Linked DNA regions of Mus musculus: regions 1 and 2 are each linked to region 3. Evidence: chromatin contacts called from public Hi-C data. All regions are on one chromosome and are shown on one strand. The core of a region is the stretch at or near the end of the contact, and the rest is flanking DNA. Distances in the headings are between cores, read along the strand shown. Region 1 holds the start of Sfxn5 (sideroflexin 5). Region 2 holds the start of Cct7 (chaperonin containing Tcp1, subunit 7 (eta)). Region 3 holds the start of Rbsn (rabenosyn, RAB effector).

Evidence for each region. A called contact is a pair of places that touch in the nucleus more often than the background predicts.
Region 1: a Hi-C map of B cells shows a contact between it and region 3, with 5 read pairs. The contact joins the promoter of Sfxn5 here to the promoter of Rbsn in region 3. A contact is called at or near these places in 2 of 484 Hi-C or Micro-C datasets (B cells and CD4 T cells).
Region 2: a contact with region 3 is called in a Hi-C map of CD8 T cells, with 10 times the contacts expected there. The contact joins the promoter of Cct7 here to the promoter of Rbsn in region 3. A contact is called at or near these places in 2 of 484 Hi-C or Micro-C datasets (CD4 T cells and CD8 T cells).

What each region holds. Positions count from the first base shown.
Region 1 is chr6:85,331,824-85,335,377 of GRCm38.p6, reverse strand. It overlaps Sfxn5 (sideroflexin 5), which reads left to right and starts at 1,956. Exons shown (of 14, transcript NM_178639.4): 1 at 1,956-2,070. The coding sequence starts at 1,963. Rab11fip5 (RAB11 family interacting protein 5 (class I)) reads left to right here. Exons shown (of 6, transcript NM_001003955.2): 6 at 1-416.
Region 2 is chr6:85,449,893-85,453,349 of GRCm38.p6, reverse strand. It overlaps Cct7 (chaperonin containing Tcp1, subunit 7 (eta)), which reads right to left and starts at 1,845. Exons shown (of 12, transcript NM_007638.4): 1 at 1,223-1,845. The coding sequence starts at 1,228. Pradc1 (protease-associated domain containing 1) reads left to right here and starts at 2,048. Exons shown (of 5, transcript NM_001163427.1): 1 at 2,048-2,237. The coding sequence starts at 2,171.
Region 3 is chr6:92,213,594-92,216,685 of GRCm38.p6, reverse strand. It overlaps Rbsn (rabenosyn, RAB effector), which reads left to right and starts at 1,816. Exons shown (of 12, transcript NM_030081.3): 1 at 1,816-1,975.

The DNA of each region.
Region 1 (3,554 bases), core at 707-3,206, 6.9 Mb after region 3:
TACCAACTATAGGTCAACTCAGAGATGAGAAAATAGCCACCAGTTCCCAGAGTTTGGGGGTAGGGTCAGTCCTTGGGTGTTGGAGGTGTCTTTTGAGGAACTGAGTCCCTCTTCTAGGTCTTCCTCTGGGCTTTAATTAGTCCCAGCCCTTCTCTCATCTTTCATCCATCCTTGCTGTTTGGCTTCTCTACATGGCCAGGGCAGGGGTGTCCTGCAGAGAGGTCCTGAACTGAGGCCAGGGTTTTGTTCATTGTCTGATCCTTACCACATACTGCAGAGTGCAGCCAGACAGGCAGCAAGCAGGCACAGCTCTGCTCTGCCCTTTGTCCTCCTAGTTGAAACTCCTGTCTATAAAGAGCTTGTTCTTCATGTTTTGAGCACTTTATGAAGAATAAAAAGATCACGTACCGCAGCCAGCTTGTGTGTTTGTTTTGAAATGAGCGGACAAAGGAGACCGCCTGTGGGAGAGGGCAGTGTGGTTCTCAGGTGACAGAGCTACCGCTCTGAAATCACAGGCAACACTGCCTCATGGCCCGTGTGCCTAGGATGCCTGTGCTCACGGGCACTGATCACAGGCATATTTACTGAGTGTTGGGCCTGGCGGGGTGGGGGGAGTGGATAAAGAGGGCAAGTTTTGTGATTTCTGTCCTGAAGCCACTGAGTTCAGTAAGGAAAGGTAGGATACAAACCAAAAATAAGAACTGTTCTTTGGGTCATTTGTGAGTTCTATTCCATGTGGGTCAGCTATCAGTGAGTGAATGAGCCCTTGGGCCACCAATGGCTCATGCTGTGTCCAGAAGGACAAGAGGGCAACCCCAAGTTAGCTCTGAATCCCACCATGAGACAGAGGCTCCCCTAGAGTCAAGGAGTTATGTCCTGGGTGAAACCATCAACTCCCCATTCTCCATGCCCAGTGTGGCTTATAACCACACCACTTAGCTGGGGCTGCAGTTGCCATTTGGTGCCATTCTGCAGGGGGTGGGGGTGAGGTGTTTATTACCTTGGTATTCTCTACAGCTCCTGGTGCACCCCTGTTGCTGGTCCTCAGTAATTAGGCTTGGACCAAACCTCCTTAGATCAAAAGAAGTAGGGTCTCAGGATGCTTAAGCTCTGGATATTTAAGTCACCCAAAGCATTTGAGTACCTAGTGTCAACCTTCCTATATCTGCACTGAAGATTTATCCATCCCCCTCCCCCACCATACAGTAGGAAAGATATTTAAGCTCATGGTTTGTCTGCTGGCTGGCACCTGTAATCCTGGGACTTGGGAGGCAGAGGAAGAAGGATCACAAGTTTGAGGCCAGCCTGTGCTACATAGTTCCAGGCTAGCCTGAGTTACATGCAAGGAGGCAAGAGAGTGCTGCGTGGTACAAAATCCGGAAGCGGATTTTTGTGGAAGTAGGCTGATGGAACGGATGAACGCGTATGCGGAACCTATAAAAAGAATCGCCTCAGGCCATGATAAAAATGAGCAGAATGTTAAAGGGTCACAGCAGCGTGAGCATGGCTTGTTTCAGAGAGTGGCAGAATGGCTGGAGCCAGGATTTTGATAGAAGAAACGGTAGGAAAATCCCGCAGTGCGACTCCTTGCTGAAGGCCATCCGAATTAACCCCACTCTGCCTGGAGTCCTTGCTTGTCTGATCCCGGGTCGTGTCCGCGTTTGTAGGGGTTCCTTGTCCTAAGACTCAGGCCTACACGTATATCCGCACATGCATTTGCATACATTCTCAGGACTGCAAACGCCTGCTGCTTTAGCGGTAGGAACTAAGACCAGGTCTGCGTGGGTGCAACTCTCTGCAGTCTGAGGTTGTCAGGCTCAGAGCAGGGGAAAACTACACTCCCCAGAAGCCCCTGCGCGCCCGGTTCGCTGCGGTTGCTCACGGCCAATCGGGAGAGGCAACTGTGGCGGGGGCCGAGGAGGGACATTTTAAAAGGGCTGGAGATTGCGGGCGTCAGTGGCCATGGCGGATACAGCAACCACAGCCTCAGCGGCGTCCGCGGCGGCCAGTGCCCCGAACGCCTCCACAGATGCGCCCCCTTTCCAGCTGGGCAAGCCCCGCTTCCAGCAGGTGAGGTTCGGGATGCGACGAGCGGGTGGAAGGGAGACACAGGGAAGGGCACGGAGCCAAATCTCTTGCAAAGTCACTTCAGCTCGAGGGTCTCCAACCCGCGGCCACCAGAGCCTACAGCTAGTGCGGGGACCTTGGCTGTAGCCGCTCCTTTCCTATTGGGCAACAGGATGGGCGAGGTCTCCCTCTCTGGTTTCCTATTGGCGGGTGGCACAGTCATTCCGCGGATGCCCGCGCCCTGGCACAGCCCCCGTCCTAGTCGCTCGATGATTGGCCACGCGGGTCGCGGTCCAGGGTCCGAGCGGCTCTGAAGGGGTCGCTCTGGCAAATGCGCCCTAGGCGCAAAGTTCCCGTCTTGTGATGCATGGGCCGGTGGTGTGGCCGGTATGCTCCTCAACTTCTCCCCGAGTGGGACTGACCTTTCTTGTGAGCTGCGGGACAGTCTCCGGGCAAAACTCCCTGGGCACGCCCCATGGTCATGCTCCGGTTCCTCAACCTCCAGCAAGGTGCTGCGTGTGCCCTAGGATGGGACCGCGTGCACCGGTACAGCGACCTGATCTCTGTCCGGGGGCCTGGGGCTTCAGTGATGAGACCAGCCGGACAGCTAGTGCGTTCTGCGGGGATGCGGCTGGGACAACGCGGAGAGAGCCCGGTGCGGGGAAACGCTGTGTCATTCTCCGAAGCTGAGCTCTCCTCCCAAGGGTCCCAAGTGCGCCCCAGTCCTACTTGCGCTGCTCCCGGCCGCTGCGCAGCGCTGGCCCCCATCCACACCCGCTTGGGCTCTTCAGGGTGCACCGTGACTATGATTAACCTTACTTGGGGACACGCCAACCCAAGAAACCCGGGTATCACTAACTCGGCCATGGAACCGGAGGTCCAGGTCTGTGAGCCAGGAGCATGGGAGCTTAGTTATTACGCCGCAGACCCTCAGACTGCTTCCAGAGCTGAAGTGACCCTGGGCTTGCCAGGAGTGGGGACAGCAGATGTGCTAGAGAAAACTTTGAAGGAAGAAAGAAAATGCTACAAAGGTGGGATGTGGCTGGGTTTAGAAGTGAGAATGGTTCCGAATTCAGCCCCCCCCCCAACTTCGTCGAACTAAGCTTTCTGAGAATACGTCCCTAGAGTTTTTTAAAATAGGACTTGTTTTCTTTCAAAAATAGACATGTCTCTGCATGGAGGAATCTGGAGAGACTTAATGTCCCAGCTAGTGTAAAATGCCACCAAATATTGAGACGCTGTCAGGGGTGTTTGTGCCTAACCTTGAGTGATCCTCCATTTGTCCCCACCCCCATTCTACGCATCCTTAAGTAAGCCTGCACTCCCGACTGGGAAACACTTGCTGTCTTTGGAACCCCCACCCCAGTTGTCCTATCAAGAACGCCAAACTCCGCTCTGAACCCCCCAGTGGGAGCCTCGCAGATGCAGATTACTCTTCCAAAGTATTCCCTAGGTCCTTTTCCGGATAAAAAGTGGTTGTTGATCTT
Region 2 (3,457 bases), core at 596-3,095, 6.8 Mb after region 3:
ATGCATAAGCCTAAGCACCAGAACTCATTACAAGTCTGTCATTGTGGTATATATCTGTAATCCCAGAACTGCTACAGCAAGATGGGAGGAAACAAGAGTCACCAGCAGCTCATAAGCTGTAAGTATGCAGCACAGCAGCAGAAACAAGAATCATCAATTTAGGTAAAACCCAAATGTGATGGTCTGGGACCCTTTGATAAAAGGTTTGCTACTTGTTTTGGCCAATGCTGGGCCACTGGTCATATCAGCAGCAATGATGCATATTTTACTGCAGCACATATGACTCATGGATTTATGCCTCAGCTCTGGTCTTCGCCGACCAAATCAATTTCAAGCGCTAGGGGTCAGGGAGCATGGACATGCTTCTGTAGGGACTCCTTCGGAGGAGAAGCTGTAATTTGGTAGCAGAGGGAGGACCTTACAGGTTTCCAAGTCTGTCTGGCATCTACGCATAGGAAGAAGCTGCAAAAGGCAGACAAAGGATTGACACTAAAAAGCAAAACTTAACGAGTGTGCTGATGCCAAACGCACAGGATTCTGTCTTGGAAGTTGACATTGCTCACTAACAACTCAGGTTTATCACAGGGGAACAGGGGAGGTATCTGACGCTGTCGGGGATAAAGGGTGATGCAGGAGGATTACAGGCAGACCTTTAAGAGACTCTCCTGCCTAAAGTACTCAGGTCGTCCCATCTTTGGTACTGTGTACATCAATTGCCCTTTTCCAGCACCAAGTACATTCGGGAGAACTAAAAATGCCCCCAACGAACAGGTTCCAACAGGAACGAAGGATTCTGTCTTTCCACATGCGGGAACGTAAACGACCACAATGCCAGGCAGGGCGTCACTTGGCCCAACCTAAAGACCCTCACGCTGCCTCTGTGCGCCTAGAAGCTCGCGCCTTCACTTCCGCACCTCCCAGGGCGATGTAACCCGGCCTTATGGTAGAGGTACAGAGCTCAACACACACTCGGTTCCGAAAACCCAAGCCTCCATTACGGGGAACAGGCTGAACAAGAGGTCTGTGGTCCCAAGCACCATGAGATCCATGGTTTCCAGGCCCAGCGGCATCGCGAGCCCCATTCGGCTCTCGCCAACAGCTTCAGTTTTGGATCAAGGCCGCCTCCGGCCGGGGAGCGGAAACGAGCCACTGTAGACACTCCGCATGGCGGGCCAGGGCCGCAGGGTCGTGGATGGCAGCGGATGCGCGGAGAGACACTCACCATCATCTTGGAAGCGGCTTCAGGTACCCGCAACTCGTCAGTTGTCCGCCTCGGGGCCGCCCACCCAAGCCCACAATGCTCCGCGCCGGAGAAATGCCCAGAAGCTTCTGGCGAGACGTTAGCCCGGGAGAGGAAGGGGCCGGACCACTTCCGCCACTCTATGGTTAGCTCCCGAGGTAGCCGGCTAGAGGAGTCGGAGGTCCAGGGACGCTCTAGGAACTCGCGTTAGCTTTGGCGGGGGTCATCGAGTCTCGCAGTGCTTTTGGTTTGTAAGGTGCGGTAAGGTCCCGCCTCAGCCCGCGCTCCCAGACGCCATGGTAGACGTGCAATGAGCTATCAGTACTGAACACCGGCTAGGAGAAGCACCTTAGGTGAGTGATCTCACTGCACCTGCTCAGCTCCGTGGCGAGGGAGCTCCGTGAGTTTCACAGGTAGCTTGGGAAGTTGGGAACAGTGTCCCGGGTCACAGGTGCGCGGCCCGCTCGGGCGCAGGAAATTTGCTCGGGTCGGCTTCTAGCTCTGTAGCGCCCCTTATCGGCCGAGGCGGCGCCGTGCCGCCTGCCCCTTCGCGCGAGGCCCGTCTCTGCCTGGGGAGGAGAGCCGTGGATCCCGCGCAACCCCGCGAGCCGCCCACCGCAGGTTCCGGGAGGCGCGTCTATAAGGAGGAGTGCGGGGGCGGGGCCGCGAACTGCAGTTGCTATTAAGAGTTTTGGCCAATCAGCGCCCGGTTCCACTTCTCCTGGCCAATAGGAAGTGGCCTAGGGCGCAGAGGAGGAAAGTGCGGCCACACGAACAGGCGTGGCGGCCAATCAGCCGCTGGCCTCCGTTCTGTGCTCCAACCGGCGCGGAGAGCGGGCCTGAGGGAGGCCGTGGCAGCTGTCAGGCTAAAGTCGGGCGAGGGATCGCGGCGGGACGGCGGCGGCGGCGGCGGCGGGACGGGCCCTGGAGATGAGCCGTGGCGCCGCGGGCTGGTGCTGTCTCGTGCTCTGGCTGCCCACGTGCGTCGCGGCCCACGGTGAGCGGCGACGGACAGGCGGGCGGGGCGGGAATCCAGCGTGCGCGCTTCCCGGGCTGGGGGCCACGGGTCACCTTGGGGACCCCGCGAGTTTGGGCCGCCCAGATCCAGGGACTAGACGGCTGCAGCGGGTGGATGCTGGTTCCCGGGTCAGTGAGTAGGCACAACCTGACAACCCCACCCCTCCCCGTCGAAACAAGAGCTTTCAGCTTTCCTCCCACTGAAGGCGACCCTGGTGACAGCTAGAGATCCAGAACGGAGGATGTGAGCGTTCTTATAGGCAGGAACACACATATGGGCTCACACGCACAGGCACCCACTTACACAACTCGAACATAAATGTACACACCTACGCGTTAAGTGAACACATGCATATACCCGAAGCTTATTAGATAAGCACATCAAATGCCAGACAGGGGTGTGCTTGTGGAAAGGGTTGCCTGGTGTTAATCCAGAAGGCTTCCTGGGGGGGGGGGGGGGTTATCCATCTGATGAAGTGTACCTACACTCAGGACAAAAAGCTGCAAGCCCCCTTAGCTCTGTCTGAGCTGTAATTTGGACCATAGACAGGATCAATTATAGACACAGCAATTGGATTGACTAACAGACCTGAGCTTCCATCCATCAACATTTACTTGCCTTTCTGGCAAGTTTAAAGAATCCAGGGACTCAAATCCAACTGAGAAAAAATATCCTAGCAAAGCTCTCGTGGTTTTTTTGGCCATTCTCTTGTTCAGGACAGCAGAGCTGGGCAGAGTTCTTTGTTTAGTAACCTTTACTGAGCAGCCACTGTGTCCTAGGCACTGGAGATTCATCTCTGTATAAAGCCACATACTTAAGGCTGGAGAGGTGGTTCAGTGGTTAAGAGCACTGACTGCTCTTCCAGAGGTCCTGAGTTCAAGTCCCAGCAACCACATGGTGGCTCACAACCATTTGTAATGGGGATCTGATGCCCTCTTCTGGTGTGTCTGAAGAGAGAGAGACCGTGTATTCACATAAAATAAATAAGTCTTTTTTAAAAAGCCACATACTTAGAATCACTGCTGCGATGAAAGAAGCTGACATAGAATATTATGAATCCACCATAATTACAGAGGAAGTATTAGCTGGGAGAAAGTATATTTTGAATGGGTGGAGGAAGGATAAGGCAGCATCTTTCTGAGAAATGACAGGTAAACTTTTAGGAAGACCCAAAAAGATAAAGACACTGAAAAGCCAGT
Region 3 (3,092 bases), core at 567-3,066:
TTACCAATTTGGAAATAAGAAGAGCCTGCCCATTTTGAGTCCCACTTTCTGTGTGCATGTGGGAGAACTGAAGAGTAGAAGGCAAGGGACACATTCAGAGTCACAAAGTAAGATTTTCTTGGAGGCAGGAGCTCAGGTCTGTGGAGCCCTAGGAGTTGTCCTCTCCATACTCAATGCTGTTGAGCTGAGGAGGTACGGTAAGGAGCCTAGGCCAAGAGACTGGCTTCATTTCATCTGCACAAGGAAGTAGAGACTGTGACCACCTTCAGACAGTCATTCCCAGAGTCAAATGGGTCAAGTGCCACAGCCATGCTAGGCTGGGATGGAGGCAGGAGGGATGGAGGCCACTTTCTGGTTCCAAAGACCTGCATCTTCCCTGAAGCTCCCACTTCTGGGGCCCAGGTTACTGCAGTCTAGATGGTGTGCTGGCTATAAAGCAAACAGACCTCAATAACAGATGGGTCTGTCTCTGTACCCTGTGGTTGTTGCATGGTACAGCTAGGTTCAGACATGACTGATCTGCCATACTGTCTTTTGTAAATTGCAGGGGCTATTCCTGGTTGTCAACTTGACTATATCTGGATGAACTACAATCCAGAATTGGGAGGCTCACCAGTGATCCTAATCTGGAGGCTGAGATAGAAGTTTCTGACCTGAATCTTGGCATGGAGATCTTGAGGCACAGTGGCTATGAATTCCAGAAGATTAAGACAGGAAGATCTCCAAGTCAAGGTTATCTGGGATTAAAGGTGTGGTGGCAGACACCTTTAATCTGGGCCACACCTTTTGCTGGAGACCTATATAAGGACATTGGAAGAAGGAAGATTGACACTCTCTTCTTCAACTGCTTGCCTTGTGGGACTGAGTGACTGCTAGATCCTTGGACTTCCATTCACAGCTGCTGCTGACCATTGTTGGGAATTGGACTACAGACTGTAAGTCATCCACCAATTCCCTTACTATATAGACTATAGAGTTCTGTGACTCTAGAGAACCCTGACTCATACATAAATGCCACTTATTTTGCAGAGATCTAGCTACCCTCATACTTTTTTATGCTTTTTTGAGATGGAGTTTCATGTATCCCAGTATGGCCTTGAACTTGCTATGTAATTGAAAATTAACTTAAATTTTTGGTCCTCCTGCCTCCATCCTTAGAGTATTGGTGTTACAGGCATGGGTGTGTGGTGGAAATTGAGTCCCAACCAGGATCAATTGAGCCAACTTCCAATCCCTGACACGACTCCTCAACGTCTCTACTTTCTTTGGCTCAATTTCCACGTCTTTCTGTCTCCTCAATGTGCTGAACATAACTTAGTCTCTCGCACTCAGAAACTTTTTTTTAACAACAACAACAAAAAAGTAAAAAAACAAAATTTTGTATGTGTGTTTTGCCTGCATGTCTGTGCACCACATGTGCAGTGCCCATGGACTCCAGAAGAGAGCATATAGGTAGCAGACAAGCAGTTTTTCAAACCTGGGTCCTTTGGAAGAACAACCGCTGTATTAAGGCATTTATGCAAAAATCTCAGAAACTTTTTAACGGTCTCTAAATAATGTTAGCGCTGCAGGCACATTATTTAAGAGCCAAAGTCTCAGTTTCCCCACCTATAGGGTGAGTGAAGGGCGAGTGTAGGGTTTCACATCGATGTGTTGCTAGGACCTGAGAGAACTTCGCAGTTTACCTCCTCCTACTGGGCCCGCCCCGTTGCGGCAGCGCCTGCGCAGCATCCTCTTCCAGGTTCAGTGCGCTCGAGGACTCGGCGCTCGACCGCCGCGTGTCAGTCTGTCTTCCGGTTTCTGCCCGGCGCGCCTGTCGAGCGCCGAGCCACTGATGGCGATGGCTGCCACTGGTCTCTGAGGAACCTCGTAGGCCGGCAGTCAGAACCCGAGGTGGAAAGGCAGGCTGCCGACTGCCTGTCGGAAGCCGCAGGGAGTGAGAAAGGGTGTCGCAGAGAGCGCGGCGGTGGCTGAGGTGGGTGTGACGTGTGGTTTGAGATGACGATGCGGTCGGGAGATGAGGCTTTGCGGGCCTCGGCGCCGCGCGGGTCTCTGCCCGCGCCGTGACGTGTTGCGTGATGTCCCGCAGAGTCGCGTCCCGCGGGTGCGCGTGGCCGTGCGGATCTCTACAGAGCCCCCCGGCTGGGTTTTTCAATCCAGTCTGGAGGCGAGAGTTTGCACAACTGGCCTTCTGGTTGCGGCATCAATTGCGGTGGTTTGTGGTGGCACCTAATTAAGTGACTTTATGTTAAGGTCCCCCACTTCATTCGCGGAACCCTATTATCCCGCTCTCCGAGTTCTCGTGGTGATGGCGAAAATCCCAGGCTCTCCTTCCCGGCTGCTGTCTTGTGTTAGTCACTTCACTTGTGTATAGGCTATGGCACCCCAGGCAGCTGCTGTGAAGGCATCCTGGAGGGAGCCTGCCTTGAGTAAGGGGCGTTTCTCCAGGGTGAGAACTGAGCTGCGATGTGTGGCCAGGGTGCACGGGGACGACTTCTGTTTGACTTTTTCTTCAGGATGAGTTGCAGGCGGGGAGGAGGCAGCTGTCACACCCAGAGGATCCTGTCAGCCACTGGCTGGGGAGAGAACCGGTCGGACCTGAGGCTGGCTGTTTAAGTGATGCCTCAGATGCTTTCCGGGATGGGTCTGCATGTGTGTAGTCTCTCGATTTATTTATTTAATCTCAAGACAAGGGTCTCACTATGTATCTATGTCTGGCCTGGAACTTGACATGTAAACCAGGCTGGCCTCAAACTCACAGGTATCTGTCTGCTTCTGCCTCCCACGCCTGTCAAATTTCTTAATTAAAGGAAATAACAGGCACCTAGCGTCCTGTTTAATTTATTTTCTGAGTTGCTGTCACCCTTCACCTTTGAGGACCAGATGGTACCCTCCTCTGTGCCCTCTGCAGCACACCACAATTCTAGCTACACAAACTCCCACTCTGTGCTGTGATATGTGGCCTCTAAAGTCTTGGAAACAGATTTCTTTGCTTCTGTGAAATGATTTTATCCTTGTTCTCAATGGTTAGGAGTCTTTCAGGGTCACATCAACAGTGACTTTGCTGTAGTCCAATAAGACAGAAAATGTAA